Linked DNA regions of Sus scrofa: region 2 is linked to region 1. Evidence: chromatin contacts called from public Hi-C data. All regions are on one chromosome and are shown on one strand. Each heading gives the region's core, a stretch centred on a gene start, on an enhancer-like site or on the middle of the called end of the contact. The rest is flanking DNA. Distances are from core to core; before and after follow the strand shown. Region 1 holds the start of PAGR1 (PAXIP1-associated glutamate-rich protein 1). Region 2 holds the start of TAOK2 (serine/threonine-protein kinase TAO2).

Region 1 (4,440 bases), core at 704-3,203:
TGACCTGTGCCCTCCCTCCTGCTGCCTCTCCAATCTCCCTCCTCCCTTCACCACTGGCCACCGGCTGACCTGTCTCCTCGGGACGACTCTTGCACCTGCTCCCTGCTGGGCTGGTTTCTCCTGACCTGGGTGGATGCCCACCCCCCCCACCCCTCACCCTAACCCCAGTCCCGGAACAGCCTGCAGCAGGGGGACGTGGATGGTGCCCAGCGTCTGGGTCGCGTGGCCAAGCTCTTAAGCATCGTGGCGCTGGTAGGGGGGGTCCTTATCATCATCGCCTCCTGCGTCATCAACTTGGGCGGTGAGTGGGGGTCTGGGACAGGCCGGGAGGAATGGAAGGGTTGGCAAGGGCAGCTTTACTAACCCCTGCCCCTGCTCTCTCCTGTCTGTCTGTCTTCCCGACTTATTTGTCTCTCCTTGTCTCCCCCTCCCCTCCCCGCCCCGCCCGTCTCTGTCTGTCCCTCCCTCTCCTCTCCCACAGTGTATAAGTGAGGGGCTCTGCCCTGCATTCCAAGACTTTTTTTTCCTGTTGGGAGCTGCCTTGGGCCCATCCTCCCCTTTGGGGGGGAGCCCAATCCATGGCCCAGGCCCGCACCCATAGGGACCAATGGAGCCTGAGCAGCCTTGTTTACAGCTTCTTTCCTGCTCCTGCATCCTGCCAGGCTCCTCTGCCAACCGTAGGCCTCCCTGTTCCCTGCTCTGTGTCCAACCTCCCTGCACTTTTGCCTGCCTCCCCTTCAGCCTCTTGGCTTCCCTACCCCTGCACTTCTGGAAACCTCCCTGCACTTCTGGAAACCTCCTTGCACTTCTGGAAACCTCCCTGACCATCTCCCAGACTCTCTTTGCTCTCAGCCTTCCTGCATCTCTTGCGGCCTTCCTGCACTACACCCTCCCGAGTCCCCTGCACCTCATCCCGGATCTCCATTTCCCAACTTTTTATTGTCTCAGCATCCCCCCCTCCCCCCCCTCCTCTCTTCCTTCCCTTCCTCATTCATCTCCTCTTCCCTCTCCACACCCTCCACCCCCTTCCTCTTCCTGCCTCCTCATCTCCCCTCTGCATCCTCTCCTCCACCCTCCTCCACCGTTTATTCTGCAAAAACTCCAGCACTTAGATCAGGCTGGGGGAGGGGAGCGGTGTCTGGAGAGGGCTCCCTAGCCCGGGCTCGCGACTGTTCTCTGCAGGGACTACCCAGGCCCAGACACCCCCGGGGTGCCTCGGGGTCGCAGAGCTGGCAAGCCGGGCCTCGTTTGTAGATTTGTGCAGGGGTGGCGGGTACTGTTCCGAACAAGCACCTGGTAGAAGGGAGGGGCGAGGCTCTCGAACCCTCCCCGGTCGGCCCGAGCTGACCTGCCCCGCCTGGGCTTTTTAACCCAGTCGGTTTGTTAAAGGCGTCGCGGCTGGAGTCATTCACGTGCTTTGTAACTGTAAGAACAGAAAAAATTGGACCAAAGCTCCCAGCTGCAGGGAGCAAAGAAGGGGCGGAGAGAGCTGCGATTATTTTCTAAGAGGACGAGAGAGGTTTGTTGCACGCGACAGTTCACTGGGGAGGCAGGGTCTGAGCCACAACGCGGTTCGGAGTTGGTTTGGTTTTGGTTTTTTTGTGTTTTTTTTAATATAAAAAAAAGCGTAGGGAAAAAACCTAAAAGTCTTTAAAAAAAAAAAAAAAAAGGATACATCAAACTGATTCTCCCTTTTTGTATGCCGGATGCTGCATGAGTCTGAAACACCAATAAACGGAGACTGCATGATACTCGCCTCCAGCCTCAGTTGGTCCTTACGTGCCTGCGCCGCGGGGCCGGAGGTACAGCCTCCTTTGGGGCACAACCTACTAGGTGATTTGCGCATGCGCCACCCCCGTGGCCATCTTTACTGTGGGCCGAAGCCTATCGTTCCCGAGCGCCTACCTGCGCATGTGCAAGCCTCCCCTTGCTTTCCTCTCCCAAGTAGCTTTGACTAAAGCGGAGCCTCCCGCGCCGTATCTGTGCGCCTGCGTACTTTGACCCTGCGCGGCCCGGGAGGCGGGTCTTAGCTCCAGGTGCGTACGGCCGCTGAGGTGGGGGACCTTCGAGGTGTGGGGAGAGGACGCCGCATCCAGGTGTAGAGCGGCGTAGTGCGGAGGCGAGAAGAGCGGGTCCGCCCGTCTCCGGCCCGGAAAGTGGTTTCTGCCGCTCGCTGGAAACCTCGGAGTACCGGATCTCGATCTGTGGGGGGCGGGGTCCTTGGAGGGGACTGAGCGCCCCCTCCTGGGAACCGGTGGTCTGGTCGCGAGACCGCTGTTGGAGCCTGATTGGTTAGCGAAACAGTCCCCGAACCCCGGGGTGATCCCTTTTTTTGGGAGGGAGTGGAGGGAGGGAGGGGGCGCGGGGGGAATCCCCGGCTTGGTACTCCTGCATCTCCTGGCATCGCTGGGCCCCTTCCCTAGTGGCTTATGTCCCTTGTCCGGGGTCATGGAGACACGGCAGCCACCGCGGCGGCGCCTCTGTCTGAAGAAGGGGAAGTGACCTCCGGCCTCCAGGCTCTGGCCGTGGAGGACACCGGAGGCCCCTCTGCTTCGGCCGATAAAGCCGAGGAAGAGGGGGAAGGAGGCCGGGAGGAGGCCGAACATGAGGGGTCCAGGGCCGAGGAAGTGCAGGGAGAAGCCCCCAGCACTGAGGGGGAAGAGCCCGCCCAGGGAGACTCCGAGGACTGGTGCGTGCCCTGCAGCGATGAAGAGGTGGAGCTGCCTGAGGATGGGCAGCCCTGGATGCCACCTCCCTCCGAAATCCAACGGCTCTATGAACTGCTGGCTGCCCACGGTACCCTGGAGCTTCAGGCAGAGATCCTGCCCCGCCGACCACCTACGCCTGAGGCCCAGAGTGAAGAGGAAAGATCTGATGAGGAACCCGAGGCCAAAGAGGAGGAAGAGGAAAAGTGAGGATTGCTTCCTTGATGCCAGGAGGAAATAGGGAGGGAGGTGGGACCCAGGAGCATGGGAAGTTAGAGGGAGGGGAAGAGCCCGAAGGCCCGGGAGAAGCACCAGTGGAGGTTTGGAAGGATCTCCCTCACCCTCCTCTCTCTCTCCACCTGTCCCAGGCCGCACATGCCCACAGAATTTGATTTTGATGATGAGCCAATGACACCAAAGGACTCCCTGATTGACCGGAGGCGCACCCCAGGTACAGACAAGAGTGGAGAATGGGGGGCGCGGGGGGGCCTCTGTTCCCACTTACTCCGAAAGGGACTCCCTGAAAGAGGTCTTTGAGGCGTTCTCTGATGGCTTAGTGGCAAAGGACCCAGCATTGTCACTGCTTTGGCACAGGTTCGAACCTTGGCCTGGGAACTTCCACATTCCATGGGTGTGGTCAAAAAAAAAAAAAAAAAAAAGGTCTCTGCTTGGTTCCTTGGTAGCTACACAAATCACAGCTTCAGGGGAGAGCGTGCACTCAGTGGTTGCCATCCTTCCAGTCTAGGTGGTACCCAATTTTCTTTTAAAAGATTATCACAGGTAATTCTATCATATTTCCCATTCCTTTGGTCTCATTTCCCCCCCACCCCCATCCCAGAAGTCCGAGTCTTCTTGGTCATTATCTAGCTCCACATCCCTATGCTACTGCGTACACCTCCTAATCTGACCTAGCTTCCCATGCCTAGAGTTTACCGTCAGAGCCATTCTCTCTCTCTCTCTTGTGTGTGTGTGTGTTTAGGGCTGCATCTGCGGCATATGGAGGTTCCCAGGCTAGGGGTCAAATCAGAGCTATAGCTGCTGGCCTACACCACAGCCACAGCAACATGAGATCTAAGCCACATCTGGGACCTACACCACGGCTCATGGCAACACCGGATCCTTAGCCCACTGAGTGGGGCCAGGGATCGAACCCGAATCCTCATGGATACTAGTCAGGTTCGTTAACCTCTGAGCCAAGACGGGAACTCCTCTCAGAGCCATTCTTGATTTCTCTTTCTTTCTTTTTTTTTTTTTTTTTTTGTCTTTTGTCTTTTTTTGTTGTTGTTGTTGTTGTTATTGTTGTTATTTCTTGGGCCGCTCCCGCGGCATATGGAGGGTCCCAGGCTAGGGGTCTAATGGGAGCTGTAGCCGCCAGCCTATGCCAGAGCCACAGCAACGCGGGATCCGAGCCGCGCCTGCAACCTACACCACAGCTCACGGCAACGCCGGATCGTTAACCCGCTGAGCAAGGGCAGGGATTGAACCCGCAACCTCATGGTTCCTAGTCGGATTTGTTAACCACTGCGCCACGACGGGAACTCCCGATTTCTCTTTCTTTTATGTCAACATTCAAACCAGCAGCAAGTCTTGTTAGGTCTGCCTCCACATTTCCAAATTCAGCTACTAGTCTCTGTCTTTAATGTGACACCCTGATCCAAGCCGTCTCTCTTTCAAAACATAAGTCAGCTCAAATCTGTTTTAAATTTTTTTAAATTATTATTATTTTATTTTTAGG
Region 2 (4,147 bases), core at 1,579-4,078, 130 kb after region 1:
AGCTTGGAATCAGAGTTCTTGGTTTCCAGACCGGCTCTGCTTGAACATCTTAAAATGCAGACAATAGTGAACGTCCCTGGAGTTCCCATTGCGGCTTAGTGGTTAACAAACCTGACTAGGAACCCTGAGGGCAGAGGTTCGATCCCTGGCCTTGTTCAGTGGGTTAAGGATCCAGAATTGCCGCGGGCTGTGGTGTAGGTCGCATGCTGGACCTGGATCTGGCGTGGCTGTGGCTGTGGCGTAGCTGTAGCTGCGATTCGACCCCTTAGCCTGAGGACCTCCATATGCCGCAGGGGTGGCCCTAAAAAGACAAAAGACCAAAAAAAAAAAAAAAGTGCACGTTCCTATCTCCTGATGTCATTATGAATGTTCAGTTTGATGCTTGGGCAATAAAGCAGTCTGTAAACCATTGAGACAAATGTGGAGTTCCTGTCGTGGCGCAGTGGTTAACGAATCCGACTAGGAACCATGAGGTTGCGGGTTCGGTCCCTGCCCTTGCTCAGTGGGTTAACGATCCGGCGTTGCCGTGAGCTGTGGTGTAGGTTGCAGACTCGGCTCGGATCCCGCGTTGCTGTGGCTCTGGTGTAGGCCGGTGTCAACAGCTCCGATTAGACCCCTAGCCTGGGAACCTCCATATGCCGCGGGAGCGGCCCAAGAAATAGCAACAACAACAACAAAAAAGACAAAAAAAAAAAAAAAAAAAAGACAAATGTTAGCCTGTATAAAAATAACATTTTCCTTTTAGTTGCTCCTCTCCCCCATGGAGGCTTCTCTCTATAGCCCTTAGGTTAGGGTATCTAAGATGTCTTTCCAAGGGAAGTTTCTCTACAGTGCCTCTCCATCATTCCTCCTCCCCTCCCTGTCCTCACCCCTAGGAGGAGCTGGCTCTGTGTGGCTCCAGGCTGCTGGTTTTGGGCTCGTTCCTGCTTCTCTTCTGTGGCCCTCTCTGCTGTCTCACTGCTCTGTGCTTCCCCCCGCGCCGGGAGTCCCACTGGTCTAGAACCCGGCTCTGAGGGCACTGGCCTAGTTCCTGTCTCGTTCTCAGGTAAGGTTCTTTGCCTCAGTCCTGTGGGAACAGGGTATGGGGCGGGGGTGGCAATTCTAACTGAGAAAGAGCCATTCCTAAACAATATGGTTTGGCTTTACTTATTTCTGTGCCTTATATGGGTGGACTCATATTCTTTTGTGACTGACTTCTTTTGGTTAAACATTCTGATTTTAAGATTCATCCATAGGTGTAGTTCTCATCCAGGCTTTTTGGCATCAGTGGTGAATGAAGAGGGTTCAAATTTGATATGTTCTGGATATGAATTAATGTTTGTTTTGCATTTGTCCTAAAATTCTGATACCCTGTTTTATGATGCAAATTTTGTAAAATTCATTTTGAACTGCTCAAAGGAATTGATTGATGATTCCATTTACTGGGCACATACTACGTGCCCAAGGACTTCACATGCATCTTCTCTTTTTCCATTAGCCATCATTCCATTTAGATAAAGTTGATTCTGCTAGCAGGGTCTTTGGAGGGAACACATCTTCCAAAGTGGGAGTGTGGGACATATTGGACTAGTTAGTGGGTCAGCTCATTATGGTTAAAATATATATATATATATCCTGTAAAAAAATCTCACCCTTTCAGGTGAGTCTCATATAATTTGAAAATGAGTCATATATTGTACACCCAGCTCCTAAACTGTTCTCAGCTTGCTGGCTGCTGTGCCTTAGGAAATAACTGCGAGAGAAGAAGAAACAGCACAGGCCCAGGGAATGGCTCTGACGAAAGGATTTAGACCCTCAAGACTTACCTAGTTTTCTTCTTTTTCCTTTTCCTTTTTTTTTGGGGGGGGGGGGCTCTGCCTGTGGCCTGTGGAAGTTCCCAGGCCCAGGTATCAAACCCATGCCACATCAGTGGCCCACACCGCTGCAGTGACAAAGTGGGATCCTTAACTTGCTGTGCCACAGGAATTCCGCGACCACCTACCTGGGATGGAGAAAGGCGGATCCCTCTCAGCCTTTCTTAGATCTGAGCAGACTGGAAAGGAAGAGTTTCTGACTCCTGGCAGATCCTGGGGTCCTGAGGCCATCTCAGTTGGCATAAGTGCCTGTACCTATCTCTAGTTGTCACTTCCTCTGCTCCTTCCTCAATTTCTACAGCCATCCCAGAGCTTCCTCCACGGGTCCTCTGACCTGCCCTGTTTTTTTATTTTGTTCTCTTCAGGTGTGAACTTCTTGGGTCTTCGTTCGGAGTTGGAAGAGATGTTACAAAAAGTGGAGAGCTGGAATGTGGGAGGAAATAAAAGGCTTTTTTTTTTGCCCAGCGTTTCCCAGGGTGTTCATTGGGAATTGGATTAAGGTGGGAGTTTTAGGGTAGAGGGGCTTGCGAGGTTTTGGCGGATTTTTCCTTGTTGACTCTCTAGTTTGGGATACAGGTCGGTATAGGGCATAGGTTACTGCAGCTCTCGGGTATGGTCATGGAAATGCTTTGACATAAGTGCAGTGTGACCTTGTGCACGTCATGCTGCAATGAAGAAATATGACAGAATTTTACCAGCAAAGATTCCTCGAACTTGGTAGCCCACGTCCCGGCTGGATAGTTACTAAGCAGGACAGTCCGTTTTCCCGCCTTTTCCGCGCCCAGCAGCAGTCTTCCCTTACCCCTCCCAACCTCTACCCTGCACGCAGGCGCAGATCGCAGCTTCTTATTTCCTGCCACCCGCGCCCCCTCAAAGCTTCCCCTAGCAACAAGCTCGGGCTCAGCGCTAAGGCGGGGCGGGCGCATGCGCCGCAGCCCTTTCCACCACCAGTTGTCGGACAGCGCGCTGGGCTCCTCCCCCTCCAAGACTGGCCCTTCTCCCGGCCTCCTCCCACCCGGGGTCCGCGTGGCGGGGCGCGCGCGCACTCTGGCTGGGTTACTGCCCAGCTCCCCGGCCGCAGCGGTAAGGGGAGGGGGCGGGACTATTCCCTTCTGAGCCCCGCCCCCTTGGCCCGGCGTCTCTACCGCGCCTGCGCGCTCCCGCCCGGTCTCCATCTTGGAATTGGGAGGAAGAGGGAGAGGGAGACCGGGACGAGACCGGGGCTGTGGTGCGGAGAGAAGCTGAGACTGAGAAGAGGAGAGGGAGAGAGGGCACGGGGACCGCCCTTAGCTACAATCTTTCCGCTATCCTCGGGAGAGAGAAGGGGAAAGGGAGGAGGCCGGGGCGGGAGTGGAGGCTGTCACCCTCGGACCCCGGCGTGAGAGGGGCCGTGCGGTCGACCGTCCTCGGGGTAGGCCCCCTGTCGGTGGCCGAAGACCTGGGGCTCAGTCCCTTCGGTCTCGAATTTCCGGGCTTGACCCCACGCTTCTCAAATATCCGGGTATCAGCCCCTCAGATTTCAGATATCCGGGACTCGGGTCCCAACCTCTCTAAACCTGGGGCTCTGTTTCATAGAATTTCAAATATCTGGTGTTCAGGATCCTGCGTGTACCAGTATCCGGGGTTCATTCCCCACTAGTTCAGATATCAGATTCAGCCTCCCCCCGTTCAAATATCTGGGGCTCAGACCCCACAATCAGAAATCCGGGATTCAGCAACTGTCGCCCTCGAGGAGGAGGAGGACTGGACCGCGAGGTCAGATCAGGTTGTCACCCCCTCCCCTCCACGGGAGGCTTCCCGGGCCCGCCCCTCAGGAAGGGCGAAAGCCGAGGAAGAGGTGGCAAGGGGAAAGGTCTCCTTGCCCCTCTCCCTGCTTGGCAGAGCCGCTGGAGGACCCCAGGAGGAGGCGGAGGCGCTGGGGCACCATAGTGACCCCTACCAGGTGAGACACGGGGTGCAGGGGCGCGGGTCCCTGTGTCTAGCTTGAGAAGAAAGGGTGCTTCTTTCTGGGAAGCTGGCCCTGGGTAGGCCCTGTCCTCAGGATGGGGAAGCCCAACGGGGCCAGTGGTCAGCCTCTGACTAGCCTTGCCTTTTGCTGCCACCCTCTTTCCCTTCCTCTTCCCTTCATTATTGCCTGGTTGCTGGGGGACCTCAGGTGACAGGGTCTCCGATGTCACCGGGGGTCATACCCTAGGGTGCTTGAGCTAATCGGATGGGTTTGTGCCCTTCTGGTCTCTCTGTTCACTTTGCCCCTCACTGCTACCCCTTCTCCATGATTGTAACCCTCTTTCCTT

The links. Hi-C and Micro-C count contacts between places; a contact is called where the count stands out from the background.
Region 2: a contact with region 1 is called in a Hi-C map of skeletal muscle, with 11 times the contacts expected there. The contact joins the promoter of TAOK2 here to the promoter of PAGR1 in region 1. A contact is called at or near these places in 3 of 5 promoter capture datasets (fetal liver, fetal skeletal muscle and liver), 3 of 47 Hi-C or Micro-C datasets (heart right ventricle, liver and skeletal muscle) and 2 of 2 datasets of contacts at active chromatin or transcription factors (alveolar macrophages and skeletal muscle).

The regions. Positions count from the first base shown.
Region 1 is chr3:18,050,726-18,055,165 of Sscrofa11.1, forward strand. It overlaps PAGR1 (PAXIP1-associated glutamate-rich protein 1), which reads left to right and starts at 1,954. Exons shown (of 3, transcript XM_013987719.2): 1 at 1,954-2,911; 2 at 3,074-3,156. The coding sequence starts at 2,430. PRRT2 (proline-rich transmembrane protein 2) reads left to right here. Exons shown (of 4, transcript XM_021086428.1): 3 at 169-301; 4 at 482-1,756. The coding sequence ends at 492.
Region 2 is chr3:18,175,519-18,179,665 of Sscrofa11.1, forward strand. It overlaps TAOK2 (serine/threonine-protein kinase TAO2), which reads left to right and starts at 2,829. Exons shown (of 18, transcript XR_002342897.1): 1 at 2,829-3,795. It overlaps TMEM219 (insulin-like growth factor-binding protein 3 receptor), which reads left to right. Exons shown (of 7, transcript XM_021088010.1): 6 at 876-1,045; 7 at 2,219-2,316. The coding sequence ends at 1,013.